Linked DNA regions of Mus musculus: region 2 is linked to region 1. Evidence: chromatin contacts called from public Hi-C data. All regions are on one chromosome and are shown on one strand. The core of a region is the stretch at or near the end of the contact, and the rest is flanking DNA. Distances in the headings are between cores, read along the strand shown. Region 1 has its middle 5.8 kb from the start of Gm41112. Region 2 overlaps Zmiz1 (zinc finger, MIZ-type containing 1).

What was found. A called contact is a pair of places that touch in the nucleus more often than the background predicts.
Region 2: a contact with region 1 is called in a Hi-C map of cerebral cortex, with 4 times the contacts expected there. The contact joins two enhancer-like sites. A contact is called at or near these places in 2 of 15 datasets of contacts at CTCF or cohesin (large pre-B cells and pro-B cells), 16 of 484 Hi-C or Micro-C datasets (B cells, CD4 T cells, the HPC-7 cell line and 9 more), 2 of 115 datasets of contacts at active chromatin or transcription factors (embryonic basal ganglia and large pre-B cells) and 1 of 9 other capture datasets (embryonic stem cells).

Annotation. Positions count from the first base shown.
Region 1 is chr14:25,042,374-25,047,321 of GRCm38.p6, reverse strand. No RefSeq gene overlaps it. Among named protein-coding and RNA genes, the nearest start is that of Gm41112, 5.8 kb to the left of the region's middle. Within about 2 kb of position 3,006, at least 27 of the 459 cell types and tissues checked have an H3K27ac peak or open chromatin away from gene starts, as enhancers often do. A contact at or near this core is called in cerebral cortex, where this site is marked.
Region 2 is chr14:25,563,651-25,568,598 of GRCm38.p6, reverse strand. All of the region lies in intron 3 of Zmiz1 (zinc finger, MIZ-type containing 1), which reads right to left. Among named protein-coding and RNA genes, the nearest start is that of 4931406H21Rik, 21 kb to the left of the region's middle. Within about 2 kb of position 2,523, at least 22 of the 459 cell types and tissues checked have an H3K27ac peak or open chromatin away from gene starts, as enhancers often do. A contact at or near this core is called in cerebral cortex, where this site is marked.

The sequences.
Region 1 (4,948 bases), core at 1,757-4,256:
GTTTTTACTATGGAATCTTGGATTATTTTTTAAAATGTTTTAATTGTATGTTGTATGGTTGTATGGGTGTTTTGCCAGTATGTGTGTCTGCACACTGCATGCATGTCTGGTCCCTGTAGAGGCCAAAGGAAGGTTTTAGATGCCCTGGAACTGGAGTTTCAGGTGGTTGTGAGCTTCCTTGTGTGAGCTGGGAATGGAACTCAGATCCTCTGGAAGAGCAACCAGTTCTCTTACTGTGGATTCATCTCTCAACACGTCTCATGGATTATCTTCCCCACCATGAAGTACAAACCACATGGGGAGAAAATAAATGAGTGGGTTTGTGTCAGAATTAAAGGAAAAATGCTTATCAGAACGTACTATTCAAGAAGCCGGTGAGCTAGCCCAGTGGGCAGAGCGCTTGCCAAACATGGGAGGATTGTAGGTGCCATTTTATCACCCTACAAACCCAGATGTGGCAGGGCCTAAATGTAATCCCAGGGCTTGAGAAGTAGAGGCAGGAGGACCAGAAGTTAACGCAGCATTCTTCGCTATGTAGCAAGTTTGAGGCCAGTCTGGAATACTTGAGACCCTGTCTCAGAAGAAAGAAAGAAAGAAAGAAAGAAAGAAAGAAAGAAAGAAAGAAAGAAAGAAAGAAAGGAAGGAAGGAAGGAAGGAAGGAAGGAAGGAAGGAAGGAAGGAAGGAAGGAAGGAGAGAGAAAAAGAGAGGGAGGGAGGGAGGGAGGGAGGGAGGGAGGGAGGGAGGGAGGGAGGGAGGGAGGGAAACAAAAAAATACCAGTCTCCAAAACAAAATACCATACAAACGTTATCAGAGGCATGGCAATCTGGACAGACTAGCCAAATCTGAAACCAGAGAATGATTAGTAAGTAAATTGTTCATGTAACTCCTCCAGATCATAAAAAGAAATAAAAGAAAACAAATAGAGAGATGGGTGAGGGCTATGCACAGACAACCCACAGTCAAAGGCTCAAAAGCCAGCAGGTCTCTGAAGACATGCTCAGTCAGTGAGGAAAGCAAACCGTGCAGCAGGGGAGGCGGTACCACTTTACTCACCACTGACCGGAACCCTGGAGAACCTCGGCTGCAGTAGAGGGTGGAGAGAAATAGACAGCCTGATGCACAGTTACAGGAATCTCTGTTATAATCATTCGAGGAATCAAATAGAGTTAGTTTGTGAAATTAAGGTATACACATTGTGTGTCCCATCACTGTGTGTCATCAGGCCAGAAAGCTGGCTCAGTGGTAGAGTGCTTGCTGCGCAAGCCTGAGCACCTGAGCTTAGATATCCAGCAGCCACAAACAATCCAGGCACATTGAGCCTGCTAGCTCCAGCCCCGAGAGGACGGACAGGCAAATCCCAGGGTCATGTGCTCTGGTTTGCTGTGTTCTAGGTTCAGTGAGAGACTGTCCCAAACAAGGTAGAGAAGATGAGACAGCAGGTTTCTGTCGATGAGAGTAGGTACCCACATATAACATGCCGAAAACACAACACACACAGACACACAGATACACACACACACACACACACACACACACACACACTATTTACACCATGCCTCCCTTAGAATCTGCAGCAGGGTATGCAACCTCAGAGACCACATCCCATGTGCACTAACAATCCTCGCTGTGACTTTGCATGCCCTCTGGTTCTCCTCATGTTTCCCACCTTCCATTTCTCTCACAGAGCATACCTGGCAGCTGGATCCTCCACCAGTCTCCTCCACCCTCCTGACTAGCTGGTTCTGTGAGCCTCTGGGGCTCCCTGCACTGTCTTCCATACACTTATTCATCGCTCCATCGGTTGGTAGTAGGTGTAGACAGATCTATACTCCTCATTAGGTTGGCTTTTCTTTACGGCTTGGACTGGACTGTATTTGTCCTGGTTAGAGGGCCTGGCATGGTATCTGGCATAGAGAAACCTTCAGCTGTGTGGAACGAGGACATCAGTCAAGTGCTGGGTCCACATCTGTGCCTGGTATGTGTAAGGTAGAATTTTGCCCCGTGTTCAGTGTTTAGATAGCCCTGCCTCTGGCTATCTTGGCTGGCCTGATAAGGGCAGGGAAGATGGCTTCAGTCTTGGGACCCCATGTAACAGCAGAAATTCCGCTCATCTCGTGATATGTCCTTTTGGGGTGAGTCTACTCAACGTGTAAGACATTTTGAGGCAACAGACGCCTGCTCGGCTAGTATGTGATGTGTGTGAGCACAGCTGGTGTTCCTCAGCTGCTTAGCTTCCATTCCTCCTGGTCCCTGTGCTCAGGAATGTGGGGCAGAGCTCCCTCTGGGCTCCAAAAAATGCCTCAGGCTGGATTCTGTGAAATTCTAACCCTTCCTCTGGCCCCTCTCCCTCAGCACCGCCACCTTCATCGTAAAATAATTTATACAAGTGGAAAGAAAAAAAAAAAAACTCCAAGGCAGAAATACCATATGTAGAACAACATTGTGAAGTCTTCTTAATGTCCCCAAAGCTGCATGAGGCCATTTGCAAGATGCATTAGCCAGATAAGTATTAACAGAAGGGCCTATGGCAAAGCTGTTACCCAAACTACCACCTTTTATTAAGCCCCCAGGAAAACTTAAACCAGTCCATTACACTCATGTCTGTGATGGGCCTATTTTTTTCCAGCCAAGGCAAGCTGAAATATTCCTGAAAAGGGACATGGATTAAGTATAGGTACAAGCAGACACCAGGGGTTTCATGTCTAAGCTTGGGTAGAGGGAAGCTTCAAGCTTCATGGTCAGCTGATGGTCAAAGAGCTGATGAGTTTCTCCAGAGTTTCCAGGTCGGGAGAAAGGTAGCTAGGCACATTGGTCTGCCACGCAATGCTCCATGCCCCACCCTGGTTCATGCCCCATGTTACTTCACAGCCCACACTGCAGCACACCCTTCATTGCTTTAAGTTTCACTCGGCGTCATGCTCCACGTGGCTTCATGGTCCACACGGCGTCTTGCCACACAGTGCTGAACGCCCCTCATCACTTTGTGCCATACGGTGCTTCACGCAACTCAGGGCGTCATGTCCCACACTGACTGCTTCATGACTCATGCTGCTTCCCACCCCACACAGCTGCATGTCACACACCATTTCGTGTGAGATGCCGCCTTACAAATCTGCTGTTTCTCTCGTCCATCTCCCTTCAGGAACCAGGGCTCTAAGAGATGCAAGGACCCATTTTCCCCTGCTTCTCATTTACTGTGTGACCTTGGCCAGTTATCTGGGGTCTCTGGGTTTTACACTTGTCATTTCTGCAAAGGAGAGTGTGCCAAATGACCTCTAGATGACCTTTCAGAAGAGGCAACTTCATCATACTGTATGAGGCTCTAGAAGGGACCAACTGTTTGCTTTTTTAACTTATTTATAGGTTGGCAGTCTTCAATCACTTCTGTAACTCTTGTGAGGATCAGACTTTTTGTCTGTAAGATGGAGAAACTATCTCCTGAATCGGAGTGAGTATGAATTAAAACTTCATATGGAATTCACTGAAAACAGCTCTCAGAGCATGGAGGGTGTTCAATACACATTGAAGTCTTGGTTATCACCGCTTAGATTCTATTTTAAGTAGCCTCCTCCAAAATGGACCCCAGTTCTCCTTCCCCCCCTAGTATTCAGCCACTGTACAATGCTCTCCCTTGAGCGTATGCTGGACCCAGCAACTTGTTTCTAACAAACCAAATACAGAACTATATAGGAGTACCATACTAAAGATCATGTTATTAAAAAGTGTATATGGTCCATCTTAGGCACACTCATTGCTCATGATGAAAGAAACCTTCTACAGCGAGGTCTGTGCAGCCACAGAGAAGGACTTTCAGGGCAACAGTTAGAGAGGAACTGAGCCCTTTGTCCAACAAGCTCCTCAATAGGCCCTTGCAAAAACCTCCATGCATGGGAGAGGAGAGGGGAGGACCTGCCTCAGTCAGGCCATCAGATGCACCACAGCCTCGTTCCTGACTTTGTGCATCCAGAGATCCCATGAGACGATGCACACTTGTTGTTCTGATCTCTGTGCTTGGAGTCATTTGTTACGCAGCTCATTTCTTTCCTCATGATGTACAAAGACTAAATGGGTACTTGGTGAGCTAAGAGGTTATTGCACATGTGAGATGGTCTCAGCCTGACCTTCATGGGTGTCCTTGCTAGAAGGATGACAAGGACATTAGTGGTCTCACTTTTTTAAGGTTCTGGCTACTCAGCCCTTCCCAGATAGAGAAAGCAGAGGCAAGTGCCTTTGTCTGCGTTGTCAATTGCTCTGTTCCCAGACCATCCCCTAGTGTCTGCATGAGGGATGTACTCAGATGGAGAAAGTGGTGAAGGCTGACCTGGAGGGACCAGAGGCAACTGGCAAGAACCTGCTATGTAGATCAGAAAGCTGTCCCACTGGAGTTGGGCAGGTGGCATGCTCAGCTCCTGGGCCACTCCAGCTTCCTGGCTCTGGCTCTCACTCCGGCTTCAGGGAATGAAAGAGGCAGGGTCTGTGACTTCTCTGAGTTCCCAGATTCTGGTCAAATTTCAGGAAACTTCAGAAGAATAGGGTCTGAGGTCTGCTTCAAACACAGCAGGAAAGAGAACTTACAGACTGTTGTTGTTTTTTTCTTTTTTAAGTTTGTATTTTGGTTTTATTTTTGTAACACTGAAGAAGCCCTGAAGTTGCACGATCCTCTACTTTAAAAGGAGTTGTGGGAAGGTGGGGGAGCAGGGTGAGGAATCTTACAAAGCTGAAACCTTCTGGTGCTTGTTAAAAACAACAGAACAGCCATCTCCCCTCCCCTCAGGGCTGGCTGGCTTGACCCTCCGCTCTCCAGAATCTCTGGTTTTATTTTATAATCTGACTCGGCTGCAAACTCTGCAGCTATGCAGCTGACTTTTTACAGCCACGGCTGGGGAATGACTTCATCTTGGTGAATTTATGGGTCACGGCAGAGGATGGAGCAGAGGAACCTGGAG
Region 2 (4,948 bases), core at 1,274-3,773, 520 kb before region 1:
CTTGGCTTCCCTCAATGGGCTGTGACTCAGTGTATGGAAGCTAAATAAACTCTTCCCTCCCCAAGTTGCTTTTGGTCATGATGTTTTATCACAGCAATAGTAACCTGACTAAGACCATTGGTCCAGCCATCCCCACATCCCTACACCCATCCCCACATTGTGTTTCCATCTGCTCCATCTTGTGCTTCTGCTTGCCCGGGAATCCCAAGATCCCCAGTGCTGGGGCCAGCAGTATGCTCGTGAACTGACTCTTGGCGTGTGTTCATAATCGCAGCATTTGGATGGTTGAAGCAGGACAATCAGAGTCTGACAGAGACTGCAATATTCCCACATTGTAGGTGAGGAAACTGTGACTCTGTTTACAGTTGATCCTGTAAGAGCCAGAGCAGAATCCTGGGTTCCCTGTTCCAACCTATGAGACAGGTTCTGGGGAGTGCCTAGGGGGTCCCTGCTGGAGGCTATGAGGGGTGCAGCACACCCTGGCACCTTCCGGGGTGCCTCATGCAGAGGCTGTCTCCTCCTCTCTGCATACTTGCAGAGAGCCTCAGCTAGCACTCCAGTGACACAGAGATAAACCACAGGGAAGGCAGAGATAAGGGGTAGAAGTGGACCCATGGAACACCATCGGACAGGTTATCTTGGTTCTTGGCCTGTGAATGATCATCTCACTCTAAACATGGGCAAATAATGGCAGCCAGGATTCCTGTAAAGTGTATGTTTTCTAGGGCTGGAGAAGTGGCTCAATGGTTAGGAACATTTGCTATTCTTGCAGAGGACCTGAGTTTGGTTCTTAGCAACATGTGATGGCTCACAACTATCTGTAACTCCAGTTTTATGAGATCTGACGCGCTTTTCTGGCTCCTCAGGTATCTGGTGTGCATGTGAGATATATATATATATATTCAGCCAAACACACATACATATACGGTGTGTGTGTGTGTGTGTGTGTGTGTGTGTGTGGCTGACTTCTAAAGCTGGCTAGGACAAGGGTAGTGAGCCAAAGAAGCCCAGAAAGTCAAATCCAGGTCATCCGAGTGACTGGCTGGGGACCCAGAAAGGAAGCACAAAGAAACCCCAGGCCTGAAATACCAGCACCCAGCTCAGAGCCTGTAACCAACCAGGAAAAGACCTCCATGGGCATACCAGCCAGCAGGGGGCACTCTAGACAAACCACAGCATCCTGAGGGCCAGATGCTGACTCCAGACTCTCAAGTCCTCTGAACACCTCTACCTTCTCCATCATTTTAAAAGCTCGAAGGTGTCCTGCACTCTAAAATACAGGAGGGCCTTGTGCAGTCGTCCCTGGCTTCAAAGCTTCAGTTTCTCCATGGATAGGAGACAAGAGTCACTGGTGGCTCCACCAAGTTCTGCCTCCAAGGAGGATCTTCCAGGAAGGCCATGCCATTTAGGACCAGGAACTCAGAGAGGTCTTGACACATGCTTGCACATATCGATATCTTCGGTAGCCTAAGGATGCTCTGCCCACCCACGGAAGCTTCTAGCAAGTATGAGGAGCTTGCACATCCCTGGTCAGCAACCTTTCAGCCCCAAGGCTGCTTTTCCCTTATGAACGCTGTCAAGACCCCAGGCCTCACTTCAGGAGGCAAATAGCAAAGAGACAGACAGTACCACTCTAGATCAGGCTAACCTCCACAGGGTCTCTGGATTCAAAGGTCTTCAGGATACCTGTGGGCAAAGTTGTTCCCAACTTGACAGTCCATTTGATTTTGTTTTGGGGAACCCAAAACCCATAATGATTTTGTCCTAGATGACATGGTCTATATCTGTCCAGGTCTGGGCTCCATCTTATGGAATCAAGGTGTGACCTGGCTGGGCTTCCAACACTTGTGAGACTCATAGGACATCAGAGAGGTAACTGTCAGGAGACATTACAGACAACAGGAACAACAGAGGGAGTCCCTGCCCTCCTCCCCAAATACAATCTCATTGTAGTTCAGACTGGTTTCAAATTCATGGGGAATCCTCCTGCCTCAGTGCTGGTATTACAGTTATCTAGCTATTATATATTTTCATTTATAAAATAAAAGCTGAAGAAAGAGGCCCACACAGCACACTCCTTTACATTTATTTTTTCCAGATGGGGTCTTTGTATGTAGCCCAGGCTGGCCTTGAATCCATGAAGCTCTTGTTTGAGCTTCTTGAAACATTATACTTAGTTGAGGTGTCACTTTGAAACTGCTTGTATCAATAGTAGAGAATGGGGGCCAATAACACAGGAATGAACAGAGATGGCAGGCCTGAATTCCACACTGCAAGGTGCAAGGACTTGAAAGCTAAGGGTCTAGGGCCTGAGGAGAGGTTAGCACCAGGCAGGAAAAGGGGGTGGGGCATGGAAGGGACAGCCTGGCTTCTGTACACACTGTTTTCACTGGCTGCCCAGTTCCGAGGCAAAGCCTTTGAGAGATGAAGTGCAAGGCTGCCAGCGGGGCTAAGCTAGAAACCTCTGCCTTTCTAGCCATTAGCATGCTGCTCTTTCCATGTCCCCCCAAGACCGGTGGCCACAGTCTCCTGCGTACTCCTATCTCAAGCCATGGCTGGGTCCCAAATGAAGCCCTTGTTCCATCCCATTGGTCCAAAGCCAGTGGTTTGCAAGGCCACCCAGAACCCCATCACAGCACCCTGTTGTCAGGAAGCGGCAAGCCGTTGGCGGCCAGCAGAGGTCGCCCCACTGCCACAGAAGCACCACTCAGCTGTGTTTGCCTCCAGGTGCCTTTAGACAAAACCATCAGTGGAAGCAGCTCTAGCACCCAGGCAGGACCTGGCTCTCTACCAACCAAGAACCTGGTACCAACCTGGTAGCCTTTTCCAGTCTGCTGCCCTCTGATTAAGTGTGGACTCAATCAGGAAACTTTTCTGTGGTCCTGCCATCCCTGTCCTTGTGTCTTTCTAGTTAGCCTGGGGGGGTCTACAGTGGGTGGGTACCTGCTCTGCTACCCTCCCACTGTGTGAACAGGGCAAGAAGCTGGGCCTCAGTTTGTATATCTGTAAAATGAAGGCCTGGGCTAGCCATCCTCTGGCAGCCTGCCAAACGCCAGAATCCAAGGGCTCCAGCTGCCTGGAAACTCCACCTCAGTAGGAGCAGCACATTCAACTTTAAAATCCAAAGGTTCTGCCCAAGCGGTGGAGCCCGTAGCCTGGAAAACTCCCGGAAAGCCTCTTCCACCACTCCACCAACCCCCTGCCAGATGGCCCAACGCCCCAGGCACTGCCTCTCTTGAAGCTATGCCTGACCAGAGACCATTACATGTATGGAAGTTTTTAGCTGGTGACATGGTAGTCAGGCTGAGTCTTCCCGATTTCCAGGGGTGGTCGTGCTGGGAGAAGTTTCTGTTGACAGTATCATCTCCTGGCAACGCTCAGGTCAAGCTGGCCCCGTGCACTTAAAGCCTCCTGGAGAATGAACTGCAGAGAGCTGAAGGGGGACTAAGAAGCCAACCTCTTCAGCTACACCAGTGGAAAACAGTGGACAGAAGCCTCAAACAGGCGAGAACTCATCTGGCTGTCTTACATATAGGGTCTTTCCCTGGACACAGGGGTAGAGAATTTTTACTGTACAGTGGGCACTCGGAGCACCCCAGTGTGGGAAGAGCACCTCACAACCATCTTACAAATACTGTGTTTTCTTTTCCCACTTCTCAGGCCTAGCGAGTAAACCCGAGCGTCTCCAGGTAAAGGTGTTTTCACACGGCACACACATCTACGTACCCCTCTGCACTCTCCATAGCTGGTATGTGCACACATGGGCTGTTGGCCCAGATGCACTGGAGCACACACATCTCCTGACAGCTTGCACAGGCAAGTAGCACATCTCTGGGGAGCTGTGTGAGCAACGGTGTGCAGAAATGATTCAATCACCATGCACATCTGCAGCGCGAGTTGGGGGAGGGGGGAGGGGGACTGGCAGCAGGGCTGGGAGACTCTGCCCATAGCTTGACTGGAGGCTGTGTTTTGAAACAGGACCAGGGGGACAACCTTGCTCTGGCAAGAAAGAAAAAAAACAAAGAAAGAAAGAAAGAAAGAAAGAAAGAAAGAAAGAAAGAGGAAAGGAAAGGAAAGGAAAGGAAAGGAAGAAAAAAGAAAGAGGGAGGGAGGAAGGGAAGGAAGAAGGGAGGGAATGAGGGGTGGGGAGGGGGAAGGAGGGAAAGAGAGAGAGGAAACATAGAAGCCAGACTTTAGGGTACCACCCCAATCTATTCCTCCAGCAGTGTGGTGGTTTGAATATGCTTGGCCCAGGGAGTGGCACTACTTGGAGGTGTGGACTTGTTGGAAGAAGTGAGTCATTGTGGGTATGGGCATTAAGGCCCTCATCCTAGCTGCCTGGAAGCCAGTCTTTTCCTAGTGGCCTTCAGATGAAGATGTAGAACTCTGAGCTCCTCCTGTACCATGCCTGCCTGGAGGCTTCCATGCTTCCATCTTGAAGATAATGGACTGACCCTCTGATCCTGATGCCAGGCCCAATTAAATGTTGTCATTTATAAGAGTTGACTTGGTCATGGTGCCTGTTCACAGCAGTAAAACCCTAAGACAAGCAGCTTTAGAATTTTAGGGGGACAGAGGTCATGGAGCTTGGTCCTCTCCTAGCCTGTCCCCCTCCTCCCACTGCTCTTAGCCCACATCCCAAGCCCCTCACTTGGGTGGCTCGCTGCCTCCTAGTCTGAGGTCTGAACATATTGCTACAGCTGTGACTTGGCCTGCCCTTGGGTCAGACTGCCTGCCCTTTCACCGCTAAAGGTCCAGCAAAGTGTAGTTGGCAAGTGACACTACTCACTCACTCTACTCCAGTCCCCTCAGTGTCACTGTCACACACCTGTCTCCCCTTCAGCCAGGATGGCTGACAGTTATGCATCTTGAAGCCCATACCCCAAATGTGCTCATGCAGTGGACCGACGAGGGTGAATGCTATGGCTAAGGTACTGAGACTGAAACC